Regions from separate parts of the Mus musculus genome. Here region 2 is linked to region 1. The links are chromatin contacts, called in public HiChIP or PLAC-seq maps. All regions are on one chromosome and are shown on one strand. The core of a region is the stretch at or near the end of the contact, and the rest is flanking DNA. Distances in the headings are between cores, read along the strand shown. Region 1 holds the start of Mfsd14a (major facilitator superfamily domain containing 14A). Region 2 overlaps Agl (amylo-1,6-glucosidase, 4-alpha-glucanotransferase).

The links. HiChIP or PLAC-seq counts read pairs in DNA pulled down with a chosen protein or histone mark.
Region 2: a contact with region 1 is called in an H3K27ac HiChIP or PLAC-seq map of embryonic stem cells, with 9 read pairs. The contact joins the enhancer-like site here to the promoter of Mfsd14a in region 1. A contact is called at or near these places in 2 of 39 promoter capture datasets (embryonic stem cells and liver), 1 of 15 datasets of contacts at CTCF or cohesin (the NIH/3T3 cell line), 5 of 484 Hi-C or Micro-C datasets (the G1E-ER4 cell line, adipose-derived mesenchymal stem cells, bone marrow-derived macrophages and 1 more), 8 of 115 datasets of contacts at active chromatin or transcription factors (a beta-TC-6 cell line, bone marrow-derived macrophages, embryonic stem cells and 3 more) and 3 of 9 other capture datasets (adipose tissue, liver and pancreatic islet).

Annotation. Positions count from the first base shown.
Region 1 is chr3:116,660,923-116,663,965 of GRCm38.p6, forward strand. It overlaps Mfsd14a (major facilitator superfamily domain containing 14A), which reads right to left and starts at 1,755. Exons shown (of 12, transcript NM_008246.2): 1 at 1,473-1,755. The coding sequence starts at 1,556.
Region 2 is chr3:116,772,659-116,775,813 of GRCm38.p6, forward strand. It overlaps Agl (amylo-1,6-glucosidase, 4-alpha-glucanotransferase), which reads right to left. Exons shown (of 34, transcript NM_001081326.1): 22 at 106-242. Among named protein-coding and RNA genes, the nearest start is that of Agl, 34 kb to the right of the region's middle. Within about 2 kb of position 1,298, at least 7 of the 459 cell types and tissues checked have an H3K27ac peak or open chromatin away from gene starts, as enhancers often do. A contact at or near this core is called in embryonic stem cells, where this site is marked.

The DNA.
Region 1 (3,043 bases), core at 505-3,004:
AAAAGGTCTGCTCCTGCCGGGTATGGTGACGCACGCCGTTAATCCCAGCACTCGGGAGTCAGAGGCAGGCGTATTTCTGAGTTCGAGGCCAGCCTGGTCTACAAAGTGAGTTCCAGGACAGCCAGGGCTATACAGAGAAACCCTGTCTCGAAAAACCAAAAAAAAAAAAAAAAAAAAAAAAAAAGGTCTGCTCCTTAATTATCTTGCTTCTTGTCTTTTGCAAAGATTGGTCTTAAATAGCACCTGGTTTTTGAAAATATGCTTCGTTATAAGTTTCTCTCTCTAAACCTGACAACGATATTCTTTCCTCCCAGTATAGCTCCTACTAACTTGGTCAAGACAGCTAATGAGAATTCATCAAAGTAATACTTTGATCAGGTACAGTAAGAAAATCTGGAAAGCTCTGAACCCTCTTTTTTCACTAAAAGTCAAAGCTATGACAACTAATAAATCTGACAGTTAACTGAACATATTCCGAAATCGTTCCATATGTCCCAAGCTTTCTAAATGATGGCAGTTGGACTAGGCCATGTTCTCAAATGTCAAAAGAAAGTTGTCATTTATTTCAAACTGATTTCAGCAAATCCTCCGCGGTGGCCTACTTACATATTTAGTGCTTTGCTAGCATTGATCAAGGCTCCATTAAACTACAAACAAATGGAAAGAAACAATGTCTGCAACTTCACCACAGAGACACATCTTACTTTTCCATTCTATTTCGGAACGCGATACCAAAGGAGTCAGCAAAGATCAGAGTGTAACGCTACAAACACACAGCACAACAAAAGTGTACGTTTGTTTTCCAATGACAAATCCTATATCGACGTCTGGTAGCACACTGCACAGTGCATAAAGTTTTCTGCGAGTAACGACTGTCTAAAAGGCACATTTTTAGCCTCAGTCCGCCTGCCAGAATCTGTCTCCGATCCTCACGCCATGACCAATTCTAAAGACTTATTTTGAGGCACAAGGTGAAGATTTCTCTAACGGAGAGGGCCCCAGGGAAGGTCAGGCTTCCGACGCCGGGAGAGGGGACGAGCCCACTCCCCGACAAGGTAGCCGAACAGCTCCAAGCCGCTGCTCCGGCTCCCGGCGACCGCGATGGGACAACGCACGTACCCTGGCCCAGCGGGCCGCGGCGGCGGCCACCCGCCACAGCATACGGAGCGCAAGGCTGCCCAGCCTCCCCGCGCGCCGCGCTGGGCCTGGCGAGGCTGCGGAGGGGCCGCCGCCTCCTCCCCGAGGCCGGGCGCACGTGGGCCGAGGCCGCAGGCTCCGAGACGCAGTGCCCCGCCGGAGGTACCAGCAGCGTCCAGGGGAGCCAGGCCGCGGAGGCCGCAGGCCGAGACCGCGGCAGCGCCGGCGGCACGGAAGGGCAGGGCGCTCTCGGCCCAGCGAAGGCGGAAGCGGGGGGAAGAGCGAGCCGGGCCCGCACCCGGGCCGTCCTGCGGCGCGGAACCAGCAGCACTCACCGTGCCTCCGTCCTTAATGATGATCTTTTTGGCCAGCATGATACTGCGGTTCGCGGCCCGTTTCTTTTTCTTCCCCTGGGTCATTTTACCATCCTCGACTCCCGGCGCTGCAGCAGCCACTCAGGGGGCGGGCGGCCCCAGCGGCGAGTGCGGTCCCGCCACTACTGCCGGGCCGAGCCGCTCAGGGCGCACGCCGCCATCTTGAGGGCCCGGCCTGCCTCGGGCGGCGCGTCACATCGTGCGATCGGCTGAGTCGCTCGCCACGCCCCCGTGACGCAGCCACGCCCCCGCAGTGCGGGCACGCCCCTCCAACCCTGCAATAGCGGAGGACTGGGAGGTGCCGCGGGAGCGGGTGGAGCCAGGTGCTTTGGCTGCCTAGCTTTTGCCCTCTAAGGCGCTGAGCGATGGCTATTTTAACAGTTTTTCCTTCACAGATGAACTCAAGTTCCGAAAAGTTTTTACCTACTCAAATCTGACAAATAGTTTCTCAGATGCTCAGGCGTCCCAGGCTAATAGCATCCGCATCAAATGCATCCCCACCAAAACAGAATTGAAGGGGACAACGGGAAAGTTTTCCAGGAATGGTCAGTAGCAGGTAGAGGAGTTTTAGCTGTTGATCTGATGCCCAGCTAGGTCATGCTGGCTTACATACCCCCACGTACCAGTACATTCTCTCCCAGTGTAAACTAGATGCCATACTTTATAGGCTTTTAAAAATTGGTTTGACTAGAAGACTGGTAGAAAGAGCAGACAGGTGGAATATGAAATGTGATATTAACAGTACTGACATTTACTTTGAGGCAGCACATTATGTAGACCAGGCTGGCCTCAAACTGAGAGATCTCCCTGACTACCTCCCATATTGTGATCAAAGTCATGTGCCACCATGTCTAGCAAAGTCTTCATTTTGGTAACTGTTGGAAAACTTTCCTTTAAATATACCTTCAGTGCTAGGTATGAACGAGCACAACACATGCTTTCCCCCATCAAACTGTTCGATAAAGGGGAACTGGAAACAAACCAAACTGTGGCAACAGCGATCCTGGATGTGGTGGCTCTAAGTAAGATAAATGTTCCCAAACTCAGTGATATTCCTCCCTGGGAGAAGTGGAAGGGGCTCCCTCCCTCTCCTGGCTTGTGGCCTGGTTAGTGATGGATGACCTTGTTTTAACAGGGCAAAGCAGAAATGACAGCACTGACTTTAGAGGAGAGGTCATAAAAGGTACTGTATGTTTTTGCTAGGCTCTTCATTTACTCCAGTCAGGGGTTGCCGATTGTTATGCCATAATACCAGAGGAACTATGGAGAGGTGCTGCCGTTGAGCTGAAATCTCCTTCAAAGCTTTGTGGATTATCTTGGAACGAGATCCTCTATGCCTGGTCAAGCCTTGAGCTGACTGCAAACTTTATGAGACCTTCAGCTATGAATACCCAGCTTAGCCACATTACTGGGATGGGGCTGTAGCTGGTTCTTTTGGAGTGCTTTTCCTGTAAGCATAGGGCTGCGGATTCTATCACCAACAATCAGTGAACCCAGCATAGAAGTGGATGCCTAGATCCTGGCATGAAGGA
Region 2 (3,155 bases), core at 48-2,547, 110 kb after region 1:
AAGAAAGGAAACTGGCCTGAGGAAGCTGTGACTTATCTACAGTGGTAATAAAGCCCAAGTCTCAATGCCCCTCGACTGTTTGCACTCGAGCACCGTTCTACTTACCTCAGCAATACTTCCTGATCTTGAAATAAGCCGACCACTCACGTAGTCGATCATCCAGTCTCCCGACCTCAAGTTTTCACAGAATGGATGCCCCAGGTCATTCTTCGGTCTTATTTCTGCCAACACGGACATTAATCCTAAAAAGTGAGACATTACTGAGCTGTTGGTTGAGTCAAATGTCCTTGCTGCTCAGCTTATGTCCAGTCTCTAATGATCTGGGGTGAGCGCAGATACAGACAGACATAACGACTACTCGGTTCACAGTGGCACTTAGCATGGCTGAGTGAGAAAACTGTCAGGGTGCCTACTTTAGCAAGGACATAAAAGCGGGAAGCCAGGGATCTGCAGCTGCAAGAGCAATACAAAGCTTCCCGGGGGTCAGGACGTCTGCGACTCTTCTTCTTTATTTGTATTTAATACTATAACATTGAAAACAGCCGGTGTAACTTCTCATCCTAAAGCATGAAGCAGGTAAGCATGAGTATTCTGGGTTGGCAAGTGGTAGATTAATATTTAGGGAGGAATCAAGGGATCACAAAGCTGGTTTAGGAAGCGCGACCACCAGTGGTGGATGATAATGAAGCCTGCTTCAGAAGTAGTCTTTGAAATGTACAGGAGATATTAGAGCTAAACACACAGTCACTAAGTGAGCAGCTGGGCATACGATGACTGCTAAGCACACTTCTCAAGGGTCACCAGCCTTCTTCCTATGAACACTCGAAGCAGATTCTGTAATTCTAGTACAGGATGGCTATACTTTCATCCTTCAGGAAAATAATAATTTCTACCTTAAAACAGCATGTGGCTTCACCGGCTCCATTTTAAATAAATTCATTTAGTTAGAACTTAATGAATTTTACGTGTGCAGCATATTTTTAAAAATTAAAAACAACGAATTTAAGACGTAGGATTTTGGGGGCTGGAGGGATGGCTCAGTGGTTAAGAGCAATAGCTGCTCTTCCAGAGGTCCTGAGTTCAATTCCCAGCAACCACATGGTGGCTCACGACCATCTGACGCCCTTTTCTGGTGTGTCTGAAGACAGCGACAGTGTACTTATATATAATTAATAAATCTTAAAAAAAAAAAAAGAAGAAGCTGGACGACAAGGCTGCATGGATACTGTGTTAGAGGCGACGCCCTCTGCCCAGTCCTGTCAGGGAGGGACTCACTAGTGCTGCAGCTGAATCAAGGAGCGGCCATGAAAAGGTGTTCCAGCAACAGAGCGGCGGCAGGGCTGTGGGAGCCACGGCTTGTGTAGGAGGCAGACTGGGCTCGCCGCGCTGCTTTATAGGAAGCACTTAATCTTGGAATGGGCGGTAACTGTGGGGAGCAAAGGGAATGGCAAGGCGAAGGGAGCACAAGGCTCTGCAAGCACTAACTGGCTGTTGAGAATCTGGAGCAGAGCCATAAAAGGTTCCTAGATTCCAAATTAGCAGAGCACAGAGCACTGTAAGAGGTGGGGAACACAACTGTGCTCGCTCACGGCAGGAAAAGGTCAGCGCGTGCTTAGGTAGGAGTTAGCTTATGGCTGTTGTTAACAGTCTGCTAAAAGATGTTTTGTGCTGCCAAAACTGTTGTCTTAGGAGAGGAAAAAATGACTGATATATATATATAAAACCAAAGCCAAAAAACCCCAAACAAATCAGATAAGGGGAATTTTATTAAAAAAAAAAAAGTCAAATCACTTCATGAGGCATACAAGAAAAAGGACAGGAAATGAGCTTTTTTTAAGCTTAAAATCGGTAACACTTCTTTTATAAAATGGATTTATTTTTGTTTATGTGCATGTGTGTATCTGTATGTTTTATTTATGTGTACGTGGTATATGAATGCAGTACCCATGAAAGCCAGAAGAGAACACAGGTCATCTGGAACTGGAGTTGCAGGGAATTCTGAGCCACCCATGAAGGCTCAGAAGTGAGCCTAGGTCCTCCAGGCGAGCAGTTACGTGTGCTTAACCGGAGCCATCTCCCCAGCCCTGACACATGACCTCTGCGTGCTTACTCGGAACCAGGGCTAAGAGACTATGAGCGGTGTGGATCCTAATCACACCCCCTGTGGCACAGAACTATGGTGAGAAAACTGAACCATGGAGTTGTTTACTGCAAGGTTATACAGGTAGTTAGTATAGGGGAGTCTGGTTTCTTGTTTTTGTTGTTGTTATGATTTTTGTTTGTTTGTTTGTTTGTTTGGAGACAGGTTCTCACTCTGTAGCTCTGGCTGTTCTGGAACTCACCAAGTACACTGGGATAGCCTTGAACTCACAGAGATCCACCTACTGGAACTAAAGACATGCACCACTACACCCTGTTGAAGTCTCTTTCTTTCTTTTTTTAATAATTTATTTTATTTTTATCTTGCGTGCACTGGTGTTTTGCCTGTATGTCTGTCTGTGTGAGGGTGTTAGATCTTGGAGTTACAAATAGTTATGAACTGCCATGTGTGTGCTGCGAATTGAACCTGGGTCCTTTGGAAGATCAGTCAGTGCTCTTAACCACTGAACTATCTCTCCAGCCCCTAAAGTCTGTTTTTTAACCATAGTAGATACATTCACACACACAAGATATACTAATTTCCAGAATAAGGCAGTATTTTCCAAAGATCAAATAAAAAATACAGTAAACAAATACAAGTGTCAGCCTGAGGACGAATGACTATGATAAGCAATGATTAAGAAAGGCTTTATATGGGGCTGGAGAGATGGCTCAGTGGTTAAGAGCACTGGCTGCTCTTCCAGCCATCCTGAGTTATTCCTAGCAGCCACACGGTGGCTCACAGACATCTGTAATGAATGGGATCTGATGCCCTCTTCCAGTGTGTCTGAAGACAATGACAGTGTATTCATATACATAAAATAAATAAATCTTAAAAAGAAAAAAAAGGCTTTATAAAGCTGGATGTGGTCATACACGCACGTAATCCCAGCATTTAAGAGTGGGCATAGGAAGATCAGGAGTTTAAGGTTATCCTTAGCAAAACAGTGTCTCTGAGGCCAGTGTGGGCATGTCTCCAAAGGACAATAATGAAGATAAGAAAGGCTTGATAGAAT